3 separate regions of the Mus musculus genome follow, and all the other regions are linked to region 1. Evidence: chromatin contacts called from public HiChIP or PLAC-seq data. All regions are on one chromosome and are shown on one strand. The core of a region is the stretch at or near the end of the contact, and the rest is flanking DNA. Distances in the headings are between cores, read along the strand shown.

Region 1 (3,749 bases), core at 935-3,434:
AAGATGGAGCCATCAGTCCAGCCTGAGGATTTGCGCTAAGGGATGGTAATGATCTTAATTTTTGTTGTGCCAAGTGCTAGGGCTGTAATCTCCTTCTGCATCCTGTCAGCATTGCCTGAATACAGGGTGGTACCACCACATGTCATGAGGGAGTTGAAGGGAGTCTTATGGATGCCACAGGACTCCATGTCCAGGAAGGAAGGTTGAAAGAGTCCCGTCTGGACACCATAATCACTCATTGTTAACAGTGATTACCTGCCCATCAGGCAACTCATAGCTCTTCTCCAAGGAAGGGGAGGATGCAACAGTAGTCATTTCTTGCTCAAAATCCAGGGCAACATGGCAGAGCCCCTCCTTAATGTCACCTACAACTTCTGTCTCAGCTGTGGTAGTAAAGCTGTAGCCTGGCTCAGTCAGGATCTTATGAGGTATCATGAGGTCGTCTATCAGGTCCTGACCAACCAGGTCCAGACACAAGATAGTGCTGGTGGTGGATACAGATACAAATAAACAAGGGCCTAGTGATACATATTACCAGGTAAGTTCCAGGCCAGCCTAGAGTACAGAATACCCCATTTCAAACAAAACAAAACAAAACAGAAACAATGTGTGTATGTATGTATATATGTGTATAGACATATGCATACATTGTGCAACAGTTTGCTCAAACTGCAGTAGTGCCTCTGAATGCTTCCTAGGAGGGAAGAAGGAGGTGCAAGATCTAGGAGACTCAGGAAGTAAACAAAATTTTCAAGTCTAAGTAAGCTGCAACCTGTAAAATTCACAAGCCCCACCTCCAAATTATACAAGCAGTAAACTGTCCTGGCCTTAGCTGTCTGTCAGAGAGTGGGGGAATCTTCAGAAATGAAACTTGTGTGATTCTTCACCCATACTGAGGTTAATGGAAGCATGGCTAACGTGAGCACAGAGCACTGTTGATTTCATTCTGTGAATGCATCTCCCAGGAGCCAAGGCTGGCTGCCAACCTGTCGATCAGTCTGCCTCAGCCTGCCAAGGGCTGGGCAAGTCCTGCTAAGTTTCTTTTTTTGTTTGTTCTTAAAGACAGTCTTAGGGCTGGAGAGATGGCTCAGAGGTTAAGAGCACTGGCTGCTGTTCCAGAGGTCCTGAGTTCAATTCCCAGCATCCACATGGTGGCTCACAACCATCTGTAATGGGATTTGATTCACTCTCTTCTAGTGTGTCTCTGAAGACAGCTGTAGTGGACTCATATAAATAAAACAAGCCTGGCATGGTGGTGCACTTGAGAGGCAGAGGCAGGCAGATTTCTGATTTCAAGGCCAGCCTTGTCTACAGAGTGAGTTCCAGGACAGCCAGGGCTATACAGAGAAACCCTGTTTCATAAAACCAAAAAAAAAAAAAAAAAAGATAAAACAAAAAACCTTTAAAGACAGTCAGTCTTGGGGCTGGCGAGATGACTCAGTGCTAAGAGCACTGACTGCTCTATCAAAGGTCCTGCGTTCGAATCCCAGCAACCACATGGTGGTTCACAACCATCGTAATGAGACCTGACACCTTCTTCAGGCACATCTGAAGACAATTACAGTGTACTTATGTATAATAATAAATAAAAACTTAAAAAAAAAAAGATAGTCAGTCTTTCTGTGTAGCTAAGGCTGGCCTAGAATTCTATGTAGACCAAATTGATCTCGAATTTACTGAGATCCCCCTGCCTCAGTCTCCAGAGTGCTGGGATCAAAGGCATGTGCCGCCACGCCCAGCTAGATTTCGGGTTTTTGTTTTGTTTTGTTGTTTTTTTAATCAAAAGAGTTGTACATTCTGATAATCTGGAAAAGATTTCTCTACCAGCACCAAAAACGATAGTTAAAATAAATGCCCACGAACTAGCCGTCTCTGGAGGGTTAGGGTAAGCGAGATTAGGCATTTTGAAACAGAACCTTAACTGCCATCTGCAGGTTAATATTTTTCCCTTCTGGCATATTGTGGTAGGACTTTTTAGAGTTCACTAGCATATTTTTAAAATATGTTTTTTTTTATATCAGGCCGTTTTTAAACTTATCTCTCACCTTCCAAGAGGTGAAACAAGAGGGCAAGGGAGCCGACTCAGCGATTTCTGTCTCTACTAGCCGGGAGGCGTGGCCTCGAGGGTCTTGAGCGTTCGCACGTGGTCTAGACTCCACCCACTGGGCGGTGTTCGCCTCCTCCTCTTCCGCCCGCCAGGGGTCGCAGTTCTGCTCGAGCTGATTTTCCTCCTTGGTGTCGGTCGCTCTCGCGAGAGGAAGCACAAAGGCTGCCGGGAAGCATGCCCGGGCTGTAGGCCAACCCAAAATGGCAACCCTGGAAGAAGAATTCACGTTGTCTACTGGAGTCTTAGGCGCCGGGCCTGAGGGATTCCTAGGTGTAGAGCAGACTGACAAAGCCGACCAGTTCCTAGTGACGGACAGCGGCAGGACCGTCGTCCTTTACAAGGTGAGGACGGTGGGGCTGGCCGGCAGGTGTCTCGCCTCTGTCCGAAGCCGGGGGCGGGAGGCTTGAGTTTCTCACACTTGGGAAGGAAAGCCGGGAGCGGGCGTGACAGAGACCCGGGGTGCGACAGAGTCGGCGGGACGCCGCATGAGGTTCAGAAGTTGTTTGTCAGTAGTGAGGACCGGCGTATTTCCGAGTGACGTGCGGCGGTGTCTGGGTGCACATGGGATGAGCTGGGGACCTGTGCCTCCCCTTTCCCCGGGGACAGAGCCTGGCCGAGGGGACCACGTCTGTCACCCAGCAGCTTGCATGACACTGACAGGTTGAAAATGTGTGTTCTCCAGGACATCCTCCGCTCCTTGGGGTCCCGGGGGCGGGGTGAGTCGGATGGTGGGAAGAGGCAGGGATTTCTTGGTGTCCTAGAAAGATTGGACAGTTCTGCATCACACTGTGAAAGTCGCAGTCTCACCCGCTTTGCAGCCTGATTCCCGGCTCAACAAGCATACGTAGAGCCTTGTTATAGCAATCATCTACAAAGCACGTTTTTTAAGCTGGAGTTTTGAAGTTTGTTGTTGTTGTCGTCATTTTGGTTAGTATTTTGGGTTTTCGAAACAGGGTTTCTCTGTGTAGCCCTGGCTGTCCTGACTCTGTAAACCGAACTCATAGAGATGCATTGGAATTAAAGGCGTGTGCCACCACCACCAATGCCCCTGAACAGTTTCTTGTGTCATTAAAAAAGTTATCCATCTGCAAGGGCTGGAGAGAGTATTGGCTGCTCTTCCGGAGGACTGGGGTTCAATTCCCAGCACCCACATTGCAGCTCACAACTGTAACAACGGGATCTAACACCCTCACACAGACATACAAGCAAACAAAACACCAGTGTACGTAAAAACAACAGGAACAACCGAAAAACTAAGTTATTCAGGAAAAAAAAAGTTACCCAAGTGTTTTATTGTTTTGGGGACAGGTTGCCAACAATCCCCTATACTGTTGGTTTAAACTTCCCTTCAAACTTGGGGCTGTCTACTAATTTGGCAGTTTCTGCATAGGAATACAATAGTTGATGACAGTTAGGTGGACTTGCACCAACCTGATTTTCTCTACCTCTGTTCCACAAGTAATCAATTCTTTTTTTTTTTTTAATATTTATTTATTTATTATATGTAAGCACACTGTAGCTGTTTTCAGACACTCCAGAAGAGGGCATCAGATTTTTTGTTACAGATGGTTGCGAGCCACCATGTGGTTGCTGGGATTTGAACTCAGGACCTTTGGAAGAGCAGTCGGCGCTCTTAACTGCT
Region 2 (3,749 bases), core at 575-3,074, 360 kb before region 1:
TTCATCTAGCCAATTTCTTATACTCAGTGTAGGGCAAGCAATGGACGTGAAAACAGATTAAATCCAGACCATCCCATTAAAGTTAGCCAAGGAAATGAGAAGAGGCAAACTATAATTACTCCTGGAAAAGACATTGATCAAGTATATAGCCACAGCTAACATTTAGCTCTAGAAAAGCTTCAGTACGTATGAATAAGTGGGAGCCACTAAAAAGGATGGTATGTCTTTCCTAAATCTCGCCTTGCCTGTATCCCAGTCGGCTGACTGATCTATTTGGAAAGTAGCTTTCCCTGACCCTTGAGTTGGATACAAGAAAGAGGGGAAACAGGGTGTAGTTTTTGAACTTCAGTCTCACCTTGCACATCTCACCGGCTCTGTAGTTCATTAGTGATCAATTACTTCATCCAGTTCCTGGAGCAAACAGAAAAAGAAGATGGTATGCAACACCAGTTGGAGCTGTTACCAGTTACAAGCATTTTATAGTCCTTTAGTAAAAGAATATGGATACACTTCAAGTGGAAAAAGTTATTTAAAAAAAAAAAAAAAAAAGATACAGGATGAAGCTTTGGAGGGGAAAAAAATTTGCTTCTTTTACCTAAAATTGAAAATATTTTCTTTCAGCAACAGATTAGAAAATAGTCTTCAACCTTAAACATAATAAACTCATCTATTCTACACTGATTAGTCTTACTTTCAAAAATAAAAGAAGGGAGAAAAAAATCAAGGAGGGGGGGAAAAAAGCTATTCATATGAGTGAAGAGAGCAAAATCAAGAACAAACTAGGCCAGATAACGTCTCCCTCTTCCCCCGGCTGCTCCCGGCATCCACTATCTCTGAAGTTACACTTCTGATTATCCTAATGGCTTGTCTAAAAAGTGTAACTTTGCAAGGGAGAAAGGATGCCAATTTCGGAGCTCAACAAAAAAAAAAAAAAAAAAAAAAAAAAACAAGGTTCCCAACCCAAAAGGAATCTGAAGGCTCTGGCTTCCAGCCCTGTCTGTGAGGACCCTCAGCAAAGGCCAGGGGGCAGAAGACTCAACTCATTTTGGGGAGAGAAATCACAGTTCCTACTTAGGACTATGTGTCCGAGCCCTTGAGGGTAAAGAGAGAGAAGGAAAGAAAGGGGCCTTTGGAGACACCTCCAGGAAGAGACTGTGCATTTGTTTTTGTAGATGTGCTCACGGGCCACGCATGTCCCAGGAGGGGGGCGGGGAGAGGGGGACCACAGTGAATCTTGAGCAGAGCCCTCTGCTGGGGAGGGGCGCCCCCTGACCCACTTTCGTGCTGTCCCCTGCCCTGGGGTCGCCGCCCCACCCTGGGTGGAAATGCTAACCCGGAGGGCTGCACCGCGCGCGGCGTGGGAGGCCGCCCGCTCCCCACCCTAAGCCGCGACCCTGGGGCGCGGGGCGTGCGGGGACCCCAGGGTCGGCCCGTGCCGGAGCAGCCTCGCGCGGGCTCCCGGGTCCCCCCGAACCTCGGGCGTGTGCAAGGACCCTCGGGCCACCGCCTGGGTCCCTGGCACCTCAGCCCCCCAGCGGAGGGAAAAGGAGATTGAGGAGGGGAAGAAACAGTAAACAGCTCCAGCGTCCGGGCCTCGCCTCTGAGAGAGCCCCGCTCCCCAGGCCCTGCCGGCGGCCGGCGGGATCCCCCGCTGTCCCCGGGGCCGCGCTGTCCCGGACCCGGAGCACCCGAGGAGAGTCCGGGCCTCTCCCCGGATGGCTCTGGAGGCTCCTGAAGCGACCCGGGCAGCGGAGAACGGGGAAGTCAGGACTTACCTGTCATTACTTTCTACGCCATCTTGGATCCACTTGTCAACGTCCCCACAAAGCATTATGGGTAAGAAAGAGCCTTTAAAGTGACTCCCCCCCCCCCTCGGCCCCCGACTCCCGCCTCCCGCCGCCGGCGCCGCCCCCTCCGGCTGCACCTCCCTCCGGAAAGTTGGCCCCAGAGGCCCGCCCGGCCCCCTTCAGCGCCTGCGAGACTTCTCAAGGAACACCCCTACTCACACACCCAGTTTTCCAACTGTGCCTTTGGGGTGCTCTCTCTTCCCCCCACCCCCGTCCCTATCTCCCCCATTCCTTACGCGAGCTGCTGTCTGCCCCGCCGCGATCCTGCCCTAGTAGCCAGATACCCTACTCCTGCATTCAATCAACACGGCGTGTCCCGGACGCGGGTGGTGTGTGAGCCGGCTAGCGGATGCATAGATGTATGCAGGGATGCATGAGCGCATGAATGCGCACGCCTGCGAGCGGTTCCCCCAGCTCCAGGTCCTTGCTACCGCTCGCGCTTCCCGCCCCGGGGCATCCGCCAGGCATGTCGCACTCGCGCGCGGGGACAGTGTCGGTATCCTAAGAAGCCACTCTGGGGCCCTAGGATCCCAGGAACTCGGTGAAACGCCGAGTCAATCCGCCCGCAAAGCTGCAATTGGGATCTGGGAAGGTTAAGCTAAATGCAACTTTTACCCCAGTTTACTCGCGCGGTCCCCTCCTCTTGGCCGGTAATGTGATCTGCGACCCTCTAGGTCGGAGGACCCCCTCCCCTAGGAATGTGGCTTTAGAATTCAGCCGGGTTAGAGTCCAAATTGTGGACTGTGACTTCCCCATGCAGGTAACTCAAGAGAACCCGGCTGCAGAGTCCGGGTGGGGCGTGGATGCGCGCCTGGGCCGGGAGGGGGTCCCCCGGGTGGGTTGGGGGGTAGTGCCTACCGCGTTTCAACTGTCCTGTTCCCACAAGGCGGCGACCCCAGGCGGCGGGACAAGGTAGAGGGCGGGCGCCACGCTGGCTCTGGGCAGAGAGAGGAGGGGGATGTCCAGAGTGGCTTGGAGGCGACCAGGACGCAGGAAGTAGGAGGCGACCGTGCGCCGGCAACAGACCTTTGCGAGCATCCCGCGGGCATCTGCTTTCTGGTTGCAAGACAAGCCCAGCGCTTTCCCCGCCCCTCCCGCGTTGCTTCAGGCGAGCAACACCTAGCTCAGGTGACCACCCCTTTTGCTCCATGAAGTACCAGCTCCTTGCAGCCCTAGTCCTGCCAGAAATGTAGGTCTGTTCATTAACTCCCCACCCCCACCCTATACATTCTCTTCCTCCAGTGTCAGCACTGCTGAGTTTGAGGACCTCTAGATGCTCGCCTCCCCGGAGCAAGATTTGTGTCCAAAAGAAAATGCTCCGAGACTTCCGGGTAGATCCTGTTGTTTAGCTTTAGCGAGGGTTTAATCCCCAGTAATAAATAAATCTCCAATATACCAAAGCTTGCTGTTAAATGGTTCTGTAAATTCAAAGATCCTGAGGCAACAGGCACTATCGCGCAAACACACTCTTTTCGGTGCAAAGGGTCTTAGATCTACCTTTTTTAGTCACCTCTGGATCCCACCAGAGCAGTCTTTAGCTACCTGGGTGATTGCTGACAACCTCTGCCCGCAGGGAGCCAAAAGCTCCACCATTCTATTGTCTCAGCCTGAAGAGAAGGGTGAGGTGCGGACTCATTAAGGGATTGGCCCCGGGGTCACTCTTGAGGGAGGGAGCAGGTGAGTCATTCCAACGGACTAGGAAGAGGTTTTCCAGGGAGGAACCTCCCCTGAGTCACCGCTTTTCAGAGCTTCTGAGAAGCTTCAGTTGAGTTGGAGACAAGAGCTCTGGGCACCTCTAGGGTGGTCAGGGTGTCCACTACCTGTCCCTTGGCTCTCCCTGCTAAGGAAGGCGCCCACGTCTTGTTTCCAGGGTACCCTAGCTGCTCCTCCTCCAGTTCCTGC
Region 3 (3,749 bases), core at 709-3,208, 320 kb before region 1:
CTACATCTCCACACACACACACATACACACACACACACACACACACACACACACACGATTCATGATGTAATAAATGGAAAAGTCAACACACACACTTTACCTATATAATTTCTATGTAAGAAAAACTCTTGGGTTTGGAGAAATGGCTCTGCGGTTAAGAGCACTGCCTGGACAGGCGTGGTGGCACATGCCTTTAATCCCAGCACTCGCACTCGGGAGGCAGAAGCAGGCAGATTTCCGAGTTCGAGGTCAGCCTGGTCTACAAAGTGAGTTCCAGCAGGACAGCCAGGGCTACACAGAGAAACCCTGTCTCGAAAAACCAAAAAAAAAAAAAAAAAAGAAAAAAAAAGAAAAGAAAAAAAGAGCACTGTCTGTTCTTCCAGAAATTGATAACCAGCAATCACATGGTGGCTCACAGCCATCTATACTGGGATCTGGTGCCCTCTGCTGGTGCACAGGTGTACATGCCGCGAGACCACTCATGCTAAAATAAAATAAATCTTTTTTTGGTCTTGTGAGATGGCTTTGCAGCCAAGTCAAAAACCTTAGTTCCTGGAACCTTTATGACTGAGGGAGAGAGCAGGTTCCCAAATGCTGTCCTCTGGCTTACACACACACACTGAGGTGAAAACACACAATCAATCCATCAATCAATCAATGTTTTAAAATTTTTCCCTTTTTTTTTGGGGGGGGGGAAGAGTACTGTGAATTCAGGGTCTTGTATAGGCTACGCATGCACTCCACCACTATGCTTCCCTACCACTTTTCTTTTTTGGGGGGAGTTCGAGACAGGGTTTCTCTGTATAGCCCTGGCTGTCCTGGAACTCACTTTGTAGACCAGGCTGGACTTGAACTCAGAAATCCTCCTGCCTCTGCCTCTGGAGTGCTGGGATTAAAGGCGGGTGCCACCATGCCCGGCTGCCTCCCACTTTTTAAAAGGCACAGACTGATCAAGAATGGAAGGAAATGTATAATATTATCAGTATTTGGGAAAACAGGACTTAAAAAAAAAAAACCAACTCATCTCTTGTGTCTGTATTTTTTAATTTCCCCAGTGCCAGGGACTGTTCACTGATCGCCATAAACACCTTCTGTAATAGCAGACATCACCCCACCCTGCATCGGTCCTGCCTGGGGAAAGGTGGGGGCCGTGGGGGAGAAATAAAAACCGATGAAGAACGTGATTCCGAAATATCTGTTGGTTTCAACCTGCAGGCTGTGGGTCGGAGAAGCTTCTGGAAGGTCCACCCACTGTGTCTCTCTGCCTCAGAGTTTCCTCAAAGCTACTTTGATTCCCCTCTCACCTTGCCTGTTTAGCAAGAAACGCAGTAGCAGATGTTATTTTCCCAAGAAAAGTTCAAAGCACAAAGAGCCAGCCTCTGGCTTCTGCTCCCTGCCCTCCATCCCCTCACCTGATGAAAGCCTTTGATATGCGTTTGTCACAAGGACCTCTGGGTCTCAACCCCCTAGGGCCTGGGCGGGGCTCTGCTCGGAGTTGCTTAAGCCTCCCTGCTGGCTCCTTTGCCACGCTGGGACCACGTGCCTAACACCAGCCTTGCAGCAAATAATGACATAGACGACAGACAGAGGCAGTCCTTCAGGAACCTTTGGCTTCTCCTCTAGAGGAAAAACTGAGCTCATCTTGAGAAAGGGATGAGCTCGGGGCGATACAGCAGAGTCTGGATTCCGCAGCAATCTGCTCACTGGCCTGAGAGAAAAATTACAGGATTTCTGTAGGCTTAGGTCTCTCAAAGTTTGGCACTTTTCTCACATAAATGCCACAAGAAACTCCCCATGCCTGGGTGGGTTTCCTCGTGAGCTCTCCCGGGGGCTTGGGAGGGCCAGCCTGAGCCCGGGGGCGGAGCAAGCATTGTGTTCTGGCCACTTCAAGGAGGAGATCTAGGGAAGTCTGAAGCTGACGGAGGGAAGGTCGGAATTGGCCACCACTAAAGAGCCACCGCTTCAGAAGGGAACTTGGGAGTTAGCTGAGTGAAGAGATGGTATCTCTGACCAACAAGGAGAATGTTGCCCTACTGCTGTGACATTTTGAGGTGGAACAACAGCAAAAGGGGAACAGGGAAGGACAGGGAGGATCCTGGCTCCCCACTGCCTTAGAGTTAGAGCCTTGAGTGACTGAGTGAAGTAGTGTCTCATGTAGCCCAGGCTGGCTCCGAATTCCCCTATGTAACCAAGGATAACTTTTAACTTTTTATTTTTTTAAGATTTATTTGGTTTTATTTATGTGTGTGCTTGTGCTGGTACGTGCACGTGAGTGCTGGTACCCCTGGAAGCCAGAGGCATTGATTGGGTCTCCTCTGCAAGAGCAGAGTATGCAATGCTCTTCACTGTTTGGTTTCAGGCAAGGGACTGAGGTGTATACTTTACATATCAAAGCCGACCTGGTCTCCAGGTCCTCCCAGCAGTCCTCAATCCCACCTGGTATACCCTGCCCCCAATCCTGAATTTGCAGCCCAAGGCTGGGCTGCCCTTCCCCCAGAGGCTCCTCTCTATATAATTCAGATATTTTATGCTCCAGAGCGCTCGCGCGCGCTCTCTCTCTCTCTCTCTCTCTCTCTCTCTCTCTCTCTCTCTCTCTCTCTCTCACTGGGCGGGCACACACACATATAGTCAAGCTCGCAAACACACATGTCCCATAGTAACTCCCCTGGCCTCAATCCCTGGGGCCAGTAAATTTGCCCTAGAGCAGTTTCCCAGACCCAGCTGGCTCCATCCTGATCAAGCAGAGGAAGTAGGCTCCACTAGAGGGAGCAGGTGGTTACTTCCCGTAGTTCCCTCCCCCATACTGCACCCAAAAGAGCCCCTAATCCAGCTCACTCACAGGAGGTCACTGATACAGGAAGCTTGGTGGGACTCATACCACCCACCCCTCACATCACTTGCACTAAACAGATGCTCCATCCCTACCCTGACATCCTTTTGCTTCCTGGAGTGTACCACCCTGACCTCCTTCCCCTCCCCCATCATCTGATGGACAATTTAAAAACTATGCTTTCAGTTGCTTTTAGCAGTGGAGAGAACAGAGCCCATGATGTGTAACAGTTTCCTTTGGAATTGAAACATTTCATCTTGCCTGGGAGCTCTTTTAAATAGACAGGTAAACAACTCAAAAAAATAGTTTCAGGAAGTCCCTGAAACTGACCAGATTCACTAGTCCCTCCCTGCCAGGGTAAGCCGTGATAGTTGAGTCACACTCAGCCTGAGCAAAGCTGTAAAGAAGATTAGTGTGCTCAGGCCAGCTGCCTGGAAGAAGTCTGGACCTGCCGCAGTTGGAAAGGACACTCACCAGTGGAACTGCCTATAGGTTGTGCTGTGCAGTGTGCTCCTGGTGCCCAGCTTTTGTGAGCTGTAAGCATGCTGGAGTGAGCTTTCCTCATGCATTTGTCCAAGTCACTTTTGGTCCTGTGTATAATCCCAATAAAACGTATTGGTTCACCAAGCTGGACTTCAGTGGTATCTGTACTGTGGTCTGTTGTGGGCTCCCTATCTGGAGTAGATATGTGTGTTATATCACCTTAGGAAACATTTTTTGCAGTCCTAACCCCAGAACCTCAGCACCTCACATTATTTGAGGTAAGGCTTTTAAGGAGGTTATTCAGGCTTGGGAATGGTGCCGGTGCACCCTTGTAATCTTTGCACCAAAAAGGCAGAGGCAGGAAGATTGCTTCAGCTCCAAGTACAGAACTGACATGGTCTACATAGCAAGACCTAATGGAAAAACAAAACAAAAG

The links. HiChIP or PLAC-seq counts read pairs in DNA pulled down with a chosen protein or histone mark.
Region 2: an H3K27ac HiChIP or PLAC-seq map of extraembryonic endoderm stem cells shows a contact between it and region 1, with 4 times the contacts expected there. The contact joins the promoter of Helz here to the promoter of Nol11 in region 1. A contact is called at or near these places in 12 of 39 promoter capture datasets (the 3T3-L1 cell line, the C10 cell line, the HPC-7 cell line and 7 more), 2 of 484 Hi-C or Micro-C datasets (embryonic stem cells and stem cell-derived neural progenitor cells), 11 of 115 datasets of contacts at active chromatin or transcription factors (the 230-238 cell line, acute myeloid leukemia, bone marrow-derived macrophages and 5 more) and 3 of 9 other capture datasets (adipose tissue, liver and macrophages).
Region 3: an H3K4me3 HiChIP or PLAC-seq map of bone marrow-derived macrophages shows a contact between it and region 1, with 5 times the contacts expected there. The contact joins the enhancer-like site here to the promoter of Nol11 in region 1. A contact is called at or near these places in 15 of 39 promoter capture datasets (the C10 cell line, cranial neural crest, embryonic stem cells and 8 more), 10 of 484 Hi-C or Micro-C datasets (bone marrow-derived macrophages, embryonic stem cells and stem cell-derived epiblast-like cells), 9 of 115 datasets of contacts at active chromatin or transcription factors (the 230-238 cell line, bone marrow-derived macrophages, embryonic basal ganglia and 4 more) and 4 of 9 other capture datasets (adipose tissue, embryonic stem cells, liver and 1 more).

The regions. Positions count from the first base shown.
Region 1 is chr11:107,187,816-107,191,564 of GRCm38.p6, reverse strand. Nol11 (nucleolar protein 11) reads left to right here and starts at 2,184. Exons shown (of 18, transcript NM_133702.3): 1 at 2,184-2,448. The coding sequence starts at 2,308. It overlaps Gm39425 (a long non-coding RNA gene), which reads right to left and starts at 2,238. Exons shown (of 3, transcript XR_880257.3): 1 at 2,046-2,238. It also overlaps the pseudogene Gm11718.
Region 2 is chr11:107,546,008-107,549,756 of GRCm38.p6, reverse strand. It overlaps Helz (helicase with zinc finger domain), which reads right to left and starts at 1,824. Exons shown (of 33, transcript NM_001368755.1): 1 at 1,776-1,824; 2 at 356-411. It overlaps Gm39426 (a long non-coding RNA gene), which reads left to right and starts at 1,763. Exons shown (of 3, transcript XR_003949607.1): 1 at 1,763-1,836; 2 at 2,734-2,975; 3 at 3,090-3,749.
Region 3 is chr11:107,508,835-107,512,583 of GRCm38.p6, reverse strand. No RefSeq gene overlaps it. Among named protein-coding and RNA genes, the nearest start is that of A830035A12Rik, 23 kb to the left of the region's middle. Within about 2 kb of position 1,958, at least 97 of the 459 cell types and tissues checked have an H3K27ac peak or open chromatin away from gene starts, as enhancers often do. A contact at or near this core is called in adipose tissue, bone marrow-derived macrophages, embryonic stem cells and 1 more, where this site is marked.